2 separate regions of the Sus scrofa genome follow, and region 1 is linked to region 2. The links are chromatin contacts, called in public HiChIP or PLAC-seq maps. All regions are on one chromosome and are shown on one strand. Each heading gives the region's core, a stretch centred on a gene start, on an enhancer-like site or on the middle of the called end of the contact. The rest is flanking DNA. Distances are from core to core; before and after follow the strand shown.

Region 1 (4,419 bases), core at 674-3,173, 280 kb before region 2:
TCAAGCACTTTGGACTTAAAGGCTCTGTTCAAGTATACCTGTCAACAACAGGTCTCAACTGAACATAACAAGTGGCTTCCTAAGCAATTAGCATTGCCCCAAATTCCTTCTTGCAGGTTACCTTTCCCCTTCTTTTTTCCTTCCTTTTAGGGCCTCACCTGCAGCATATGGAAGTTCCCAGGCTAGGGGTGGAATTGGAGCTACAGCTGCCGGCCTGCACCACAGCCACAGCAACTCAGGATCTGAGCCGAGTCTGTGACCTGTTGTGAACACCACAGTTCACAGCAACGCCGGGTCCTTAACCCACTGAGCAAGGCCAGGGATCAAACCTGCATCCTCATGGATACTAGTAGGGTTCGTTTCTTCTGAGCCACAATAGGAACTCCCCTTCCCCCTTCTTAAGTAGAAGAAAAAACAATTCCATATAAAGACTAGCATGTGAAAAAGGGTTTTGTTAACACAAACTAAATCTTATTTAAACTTTACTTACGTTTAGGCACCATTCTCTAGGAATCTAAGTTTGGGGGAGATGTCTTACTAACATTCAGGTAGTTAGTCTCAAAAATGAACCTACTGAAAAGCTTTGTTCTCACTGGAAGGTCAGAAGATTTCTACACAGAAGCAACTGGAGGTTTTTAACATCAAAATTGTATACTCCTGAGCTGGTTTCAGATAAAGCCATTTTTTCATTAGTTTTACTTGGCCGAAGATCCCACACTACTACTTCTGATTACCAAATCCAAAATAAAATAAGCCTCCAAACATAACATAACTCCCTAAACTTATGCTGTCCAATACAGTAACCAGCAGCCACATGTGGCTAATGCTCACTTGAAACGCGGCTAAAATAAACTGAGATGTGTTGAAATACACAAAGGATTTCAAAGACTAGAAAGCAGAGAGAATGTGAAATTTCTCATCGATAACTTTCATATTAAATTACATGTTGAAATGTTTTTTTGACAAATTGGGTTAAAATATAAAATTAATTTCAGTTCATATTAACTACATGTTGAAATGTTCTAATAAATTGGGTTACATAAAATTGAATATTAAAATTACGTTCACCGGTTTCTTTTTACTTTTTTAATGTGGCTACTAGAAAATGTACAATTTACAATGCGGCTGGCATTGTACGTCTATTGGAGAGCGCGGCTCTGAGCCATAGTTACCCTTCTGGTGAAATGGGGGTGAACGCCCGCCTCAAGCACAAGTTGTAAGGATTGGGGAGTGGGGGAGGAGCCTGTAAATGCACAGCACGTAGTTGCTATTAGCTAACCAAAGGGCAGATGTCAAGTCAGGCCCTCCCACAACGAGAGACTGAGAAATGATTTTAGCCAGCGTCACCTGGCTTCCAGCTAAAGGACAGCCTTTCGGGGACACGCCTTCTTTCTCTCGCTAGCAGACCTGAAGCTGCAACGTAACCCCTCTAAACACTAGGCCACCCCAGAGTCAGCGGGGCTGTCAGTGCAGGGGTTGCCAAGCAGCGATCCGACTGCAGAAACGTCTGCCCCTTCCCTCAAGCAGATGCTCGGAGCAGAGGCGGGGATACCGCGAAGAGGAGTCTCGAAACGCACCCCCGGCGGACGGCCTGCTACGAGGAAGGCCGGGCAGGCCAAAAGCTGCGGGTGGACGAGGCAGACAGGCGGCTGGGCTCTCCTGGCCTCAGCCTCAGCGTCGCGGCAACCCTGCGCAGCCCCACCTACCTGCCGAGACGATTCCCTGAACGCCGAGGCGGCCGCAGCTCCGGAGACACCCACTGCTTCTCCTCCCTCCTCCCGGTTCACTGGCTCCCGGTCCATCATTGTCGCCGCCGCAGGACTGCTGGCGCTGGCGAGATACAAGGTCACGGCCGATAAGCCCACTTCCATCCTCCGCCTCCCCTCCCAGGCGCCGTCCTAGCCCGCTGTCAGGAAGTAAAACTCACCCCTAGCGCCCGCCTCGCGCCGCGCCCGAGCTCACCACTGCGGGAGGGGCGGGGCGGCCTTGAGGTGGGGCCGGCCTGAGGGGCGGGGCCCACAGGCGCCCCGCCCCGCAGGCGCGACACAGGGGCTCTAACTGAGGGCTGTCTGAACCGCGCAACAAATGGCTCCTGCGGGGCGGGGCCTTCTGCAGTACCATATCCGGCCCGGCCCACGTCCGGAGCTTGCTGCCTGGCACCACCAGTGACGTCATAGCTCGTACCTGAACCTAGAGGCCAGGCTTTGGGATTTCCGCGCAGCCACTCATCAGATGCATCCTGGGCAGTCACCTCCCAGGCCTTGGCTTCTGCACTCATGAGAACAGCTGCGTAGGGTGCTTCAAAGGCTTGTGATGAGATGTGGTTGCTGAAAAAAATTTTTTCTTTTTGCACTCGAAAATCTTTTTTTATTATAGTGTAGTTGACTTACAATGTTGTGCCAATTTCTGCTTACAGCAAAGTGACCCAAACATATCTTTGAAAAAAAAAAATTTAATAAACGGCTCATGCTAAGTTTTCCATTTCTTACATGGATGATAGTCTAGCCAAAATACCTTGAAATAAGAACCCCAGGAGTTCCCATCGTGGCTCAATGGTTAAGAATCCCATTAGGAACCATGACGTTGTGGGTTTGATCCCTGGCCTTGCTCAGTGGGTTAAGGATCCGGCGTTGCCATGAGCTGTGGTGTAGGTTGCAGACGCGGGTTGGATCTGGGGCTGCTGTGGCGCCGGCATAGGCCAGCAGCTACAGCTCCGATTAGACCCCTAGCCTGGGAACCTCCATATGCCGCGGGAGCGGCCCTAAAAAGACAAAAAAAGAAAGAAACTCAAAGGCGAATTTGGTTTACCTTTGTCTGAAGTACTTAAGTATATGTCACTCTAGAAAAAATTAAGTGAGACCTGAAGGAGAACAAAGAGTAGCAGCAAACTTCTGTGTTAACGAATGTGAGGAATGATGTATTATCTATTTAGGGGGTTTTGTGTGTAAGAAGGAACATTTCAGACTTTTCCAATTTTTTCCCAATGTTCAACCAAATTAAAAAGCCATGATTGGAGTTCCCGTCGTGGCGCAGTGGTTAATGAATCCGACTAGGAACCACGAGGTTGGGGGTTGGATCCCTGCCCTTGCTCAGTGGGTTAACGATCCGGCGTTGCCGTGAGCTGTGGTGTAGGTTGCAGATGCGGCTCGGATCCAGCGTTGCTGTGGCTCTGACGTAGGCCGGTGGCTGCAGCTACGATTCAACCCCTAGCCTGAGAACCTCCATATGCAGTGGGAGCGGCCCAAGAAATGGCAAAAAGACAAAAAAAATAAAATAAAAATAAAAATAAAATAAAAATAAAAAACTAGTTGGGCGTTTATTGTAGTTTTAGTATGAGAGTTTTCACACAATTTTCACTAGTTGCAGAGGTCGAAAGTCAAATACATCATTTTGGCCATGGAGAAGGAGCTTCATTTGATACTTTAAATTCCATTTTCATGCCAAAGTTGATAAATTCTCCCCAAGGTTATGGCCTAGAATATCTTCTATTCAGCATGGCACCAGCAGGACCAAGACCCCTACAACCTTAACTATTCCTTTCTCTCCTGTGCAAAAGTTCTTTTTCCTTACTCTCTGCTTAATATTTTTGTATACTTTCTATCCTGCATCTAACTATGACAACCTAAAAACCAAACCAAAAACCTTAAAAACAAAAAGTTATTTGAAAGCCATCTATATTTTTTAAATTGTGTGGAAATTCTTAGTCTATATTCTGGTAATAAAATCAAATTAGTGTGTTGCTAATGCACACAAATTTTAGTAACATGATCTGGTGCTGTTTGCTGGCATTAGCAAGGGATTGAGACAATCCAAAACAGCAAAAACAAACTCTGTAATAAATTGAAAAGAAAAATAAAGAACCAATTGTTAAAGGCTTCATGAATTGGCTTTCATAAATAAAATGGCTCTACATTACATGTGCTCAAAATCCCTTTCCTCTTACTGGCAAGAAGGGTAATCAACAGCTTTTATCATTAAAAATTAGTGGAATGTTTATAAATGCATGATTTTATTTTGCAAATTGGCAATTAAACATCAAATTTCAACTTTCACTGCTGAAGCAGAACTTATTTTCATGGTTTATGAGTACATTTCTCAGTTTACTGAAAATTCAAAATCCAAGTCATGGAGTTCCCATTGTGGCTCAACGGATAACAAACCCGACTAGGATCCAAGAGGATGCAGGTTCGATCCCTGACCTTGCTCAGTGGGTTAAGGATCTGGCGTTGCCTTGAGCTGTGGTGTGGATTGCAAACGCAGCTTGGAACTGGTGTTGCTGTGGCTATGGTGTAGGCTGAAGTAGCTGTAGCTCTGATTCTACCTCTAGCCTGAGAACCTCCATATGCCGCAGGTGGGGCCTTAAAAAAAAAAGCAAGATGCAAGTCACATTCCAACATGAACCAGAAGTATTTCCTAGGA
Region 2 (4,559 bases), core at 260-2,759:
CTAGCAGAGTGCAATCCATTTCCTACGAAGTCTAATATATAAAAGAATTTTACCAAGGAATGTTACTACCCAATTTTCCCCCTATTATTATTTGAAACGCAGACTTTTGGAAAGTGATTTCTCCGTCTCTATTTGTCATTTTGTTTTTGCTCATTAATTCCATCAATTGCGGGGGGGACCCCCCCATAGTGTTTATTCTCATTGAATTGGAGGAAGGAGATCTAAACAATTCACACCATCTCTTAAGGGGTTTTCTAAAAAAGACCCACAACGTAGGAATCCAGCTCCTTTCGGTGGAAACCGCAGGCGAAGGCGAGACCACCTCGGAGAGCGGTTCCCCACAGACGCGCCCGCGCCCTCGCTCTCGGGGAAGCAGTGTAGAAACACCCCTCAGGGAGCTGGAGGACCGGACCACTGGTGCCCCGGGGTAGAGGCCTCCTCGCCAGGTCCCGGGGCCCCGACCGCGGCAGCCGGGCCTGCAGGGCGCGAGCGGGGTCAGGTCGAGGACGCGGGCGGGGCCGAAGGGCCGGCCAGGGGCGCGCCCACGTGACCGCCCCGCCTGCGCCGCAGCCCCCCGAGCCGTCGCCGCCGCCTCTCGGGCCGCACTCCCGGCGTGCCCCGCACTCGCCGCCTCCCGCCCCTCCTTCTGCTCGCATCGCCACACAGCCGGAGCCGAGCCGCCGCCGCCGCCGCCGCCGCAGTCTCAGCCGCGGGCACTATGGTAAGGCGGGAGCGCCGGCCGGGGACCCCGGCGGCCAAGGGGGCCGGGGCACGGCGAGCATAAACCCCCGCGCGGCCCCGCCGGGCCTCGGGCCTGAGGCCGCCATTTTAACCTGATTTTGGCCTCCAAGGTGGGCGCTGCGGCCCCGCTGCTCTCTTCCAGCCGGCCTGCCCTCCCGCCGTCAGGCCCTGCCCGGCCGCTCTCCGGATTCCTGGGGGCAGGGAGAGCCCGGGCGCGGGGCGGGGGGCGCGGGGCGGGGGCTGGAGCCTGGGCCGGGGGGCGGCGGCCGGGGGCGCCGGAGGGTCCACTGAGCTTCCTCCCCACCCTCCCCGCCTCCTCTCGCCGCCTTTGCCTTCCGCTACCTAATTTTACCCCGCACGCGAGCTCTCAAATTGGTACGTGCTGTAAAGCCCTTTCTGGAGGCTTTCGGTGAGGGTCTTGATGGCCTGTCATAAAACCCTTAGGGGGAGATTAAGGAGGTGGGAAAACTCTTAAAAATGCTTTCTCGCTGTAAAAAGCTTTTTACACGCGATCCGATCCGTTAGTTGTGAAGTGTCTGCCTTTGAGCTGTGAGGCAATTATGTTGTAGCCGTGGGCGGCTTGGAGTTCACACTCGATTCTCTTTCCATATGAGGAAACGGCACTGGCTAGGATGACTTTAAAGAAAAAAATAGTAGAAGCATTAACTGAAATCCAAAAGTGTTTTTTTAAGGCCTGCTGGGTTGACACAATACAGAAGGTATTTTTGCTGCTGTTCCTGAAGCTCTGACATCACCCAGTGAAATAGGAAACATTTCAGGGATGGGACAGCCTGTATTTGTCCCTTTCCCTCTACCTTCCAGTTACTTCACCTCCAAACCCCTTTTTAAAAGAAGGATGAATGGGGCAGGATGAGTTAGAATCCTTAGGTGCATCAAGGACTGGTACTTAAAATGTGGCAAATTTGATTGGACTACTTGCATGGTATGATGCAATTTTCGATGTCCAGACTAAAGTGAATCCTCCCTGGGCAAACAGTAATTTCGGTTAAAACCAAAATGTGTGCACTGAATTGCTTTTCTTTCTTTATTTTCAGGCTTCTGGAGTTACAGTGAATGATGAAGTCATCAAAGTTTTTAATGACATGAAAGTAAGGAAATCTTCTACACAAGAAGAGATCAAAAAAAGAAAGAAAGCAGTTCTCTTCTGTTTAAGTGATGACAAAAGACAAATAATTGTAGAGGAAGCAAAGCAGATCTTGGTGGGTGACATTGGTGATACTGTAGAGGACCCCTACACATCTTTTGTGAAGTTGCTACCTCTGAATGATTGCCGATATGCTTTGTACGATGCCACATACGAAACAAAAGAGTCTAAGAAAGAAGACCTAGTATTTATATTCTGGTGTGTAAAAACAAAAGAAAAAAGTACTTTTAAAATGCAAGGATTGTTATTAACAGAGTCAGTTTTGCCTTTGTTTTTCTCTTAAGTGGGAGTCAACAGTTTTTTTCTTTCTTCCCTATAGGGCTCCTGAAAGTGCACCTTTAAAAAGCAAGATGATTTATGCTAGCTCTAAAGATGCCATTAAAAAGAAATTTACAGGTACAGACATTGAATATTTTGTACAGAGGAACTGCTCTTTCTTAGTAATGATAAAGTAATGGGGTAATGTGTTTTCTTTTTAGGTATTAAACATGAGTGGCAAGTAAATGGCTTGGACGATATAAAGGACCGTTCAACACTTGGAGAGAAATTGGGAGGCAACGTAGTCGTTTCACTTGAAGGAAAACCCTTATAAAATGACAGTCAAGTGCCATCCGGATCTTAAGGAGCTTCCATTTCTCCAGCTCAGTCGATTGGAATAGTATTAGGTGTTTTTTGTTTTTTTTTTTTCTTTCTTCTTTTTCCCACTGGGTCCTTCCAACACAGTGAATGAAGGAAATACCATTCATGTAAGCAGCCTATCAGTGATTGCCATTAGACTGTTTAATACTGTTACTTTTATGTAGAACCCAAGGAATGCCTTCCCCTCATATTTTAGCCAAAACAACTGATTACATGCCTCCCTTGCAGCAAGCACTACAATGAATGTGATTGTCAATGTGAATAGTTTAGAATACTGCAAAGGGTTAAGCTAATTGAATGCCTTGAAAGCATTATCCACTGGTAAGATGGTAAACTTTATTCAGTATTATTTATAGTTGCACTTGATCGCAGTTCTGTGAGGCTCGAGCATTCATACACCTCACCTGCCTTGGCAAGCCTATTTTTTGTGACTTGGCAGCACGGATATAACACTATGCATTGAAAGCACTTTTTTTGTAATGAGTTTAATCTCCCACCTCAAAAGGAATGCCAATTAAGTTGTGCTAACTGTGTCATCAGCTTATCCTAGTACCTCAGTGTTCATTCCTGTTACCTGCGAATCTTCCTAAAAGAAATAGCAATTATTAATGCCTTTTTGTTTTCCATTGAGTATACACTACTGAATAAGTGTAGGAGTTTTATGTTTACCATGTAAGTATGTAAGTCTTGCAACACTAAAGATATTTTGAATATCAGTCATGATGGCAATTTCTGTATAAAAGAGCCTTAAATGGAACATTGTTTTTGAGATCAACTCCCCACCCTCACAAAAATGGCCACGTTGCAATAAAAATTGTGGCATATTACAGAATGTTGCCTTGTTTTCCTTGGACATTTTGCAAAATACCATGTGAAGCAACTCCTAGGATAAACAGCTATTATTAATCTCTGCACTGGTCATTTAAGAATTTTTTTGTACAATATTCATGCATGATATTTTCCAGTTTGTTGGGCATATTTGGTTTAAAAAAATATTCTATCCTAAATCCAATTAATATAAATTATTATTATTATAGAAGGGTACTTTTACAAGCTTTAGTTATTTATTTCCTTATGTGTTAATATGATCAGGAATTATTTTTTTGCACTTTGACATAAATACTCTTTAATATCTGATTTGTTCTCTGGATAAGTTAGGGTAGTTATTTTTTAATTCACGTTTACATTTCTAAGTTGAGTAGTAGAAGAAGCAGGGAGCTCTTACTGCGTATTTAGTCATAAAATAATTTGTAAAATGTTGTCCTTCAAAAGGTTAACAATACTTCTCATGTTTAGGAATTTTCATTTCAGCTACTATTTCTTAATATATTTCATAAATTGGGGGAAAAATGATATAGCTGTCTTAAACATTAGTAGTGGGGTTTGGCTGTGATCCAGACAGCTCTCCTTATAGAGAATTTGATCTGCTCACTGTGAGCAGTTTGCTGTTAGCCAGAGCTATTTATGGCAAACACATGCTTTTGTATCTTGTCATAGTTATCCACAAATGGCAAAACTGGACTTGATTCTACTGGTATGCAAAACAGGCATGCTAGTAAGCAGTGGATTTTAACTTAGAACTTAACCCCATAGCTCTGAAGAATGCTCTTATTAGAAAACAGGAAATGAAAAAAATCCCCCTTTTTTCAGTGTGTGGAAGTAATTTGAGGTTAATGAAATATTATTCCATATTTCAAAAGGTTTTTTCAGATGAAAACAAAAATAGAAGTTAAAGTCTAGGTTTCTGTTTAAAATTATATGAATGGCTTGGAATCTTTTGCACTGAGCAATTTTATTTCAGGCTTCCAGCTGTCCCTGTGAATTACCCTGGACATTTTGATGGCTTTTTGGTAAGGCCAAACTCATAAGTAAAGCATGAGAGTACACTAAACCATATGAGTAACTGATATTTGTACCATGACATTTTTCATTATTTTCTTCATTCTTTGAAAAAATAAGGGACTCTAAATAAGTTATATGGTTTATTTTGTTTTTATAGCTGATTTCTCAACTT

The links. HiChIP or PLAC-seq counts read pairs in DNA pulled down with a chosen protein or histone mark.
Region 1: an H3K27ac HiChIP or PLAC-seq map of alveolar macrophages shows a contact between it and region 2. The contact joins the promoter of FAM177A1 here to the promoter of CFL2 in region 2. A contact is called at or near these places in 1 of 5 promoter capture datasets (fetal liver) and 1 of 2 datasets of contacts at active chromatin or transcription factors (alveolar macrophages).

What each region holds. Positions count from the first base shown.
Region 1 is chr7:64,806,521-64,810,939 of Sscrofa11.1, forward strand. FAM177A1 (family with sequence similarity 177 member A1) reads right to left here and starts at 1,924. Exons shown (of 5, transcript NM_001190218.1): 1 at 1,707-1,924. The coding sequence starts at 1,871.
Region 2 is chr7:65,089,618-65,094,176 of Sscrofa11.1, forward strand. It overlaps CFL2 (cofilin 2), which reads left to right and starts at 1,510. Exons shown (of 4, transcript NM_001025215.1): 1 at 1,510-1,684; 2 at 1,797-2,104; 3 at 2,226-2,302; 4 at 2,386-3,834. The coding sequence starts at 1,682. The coding sequence ends at 2,498.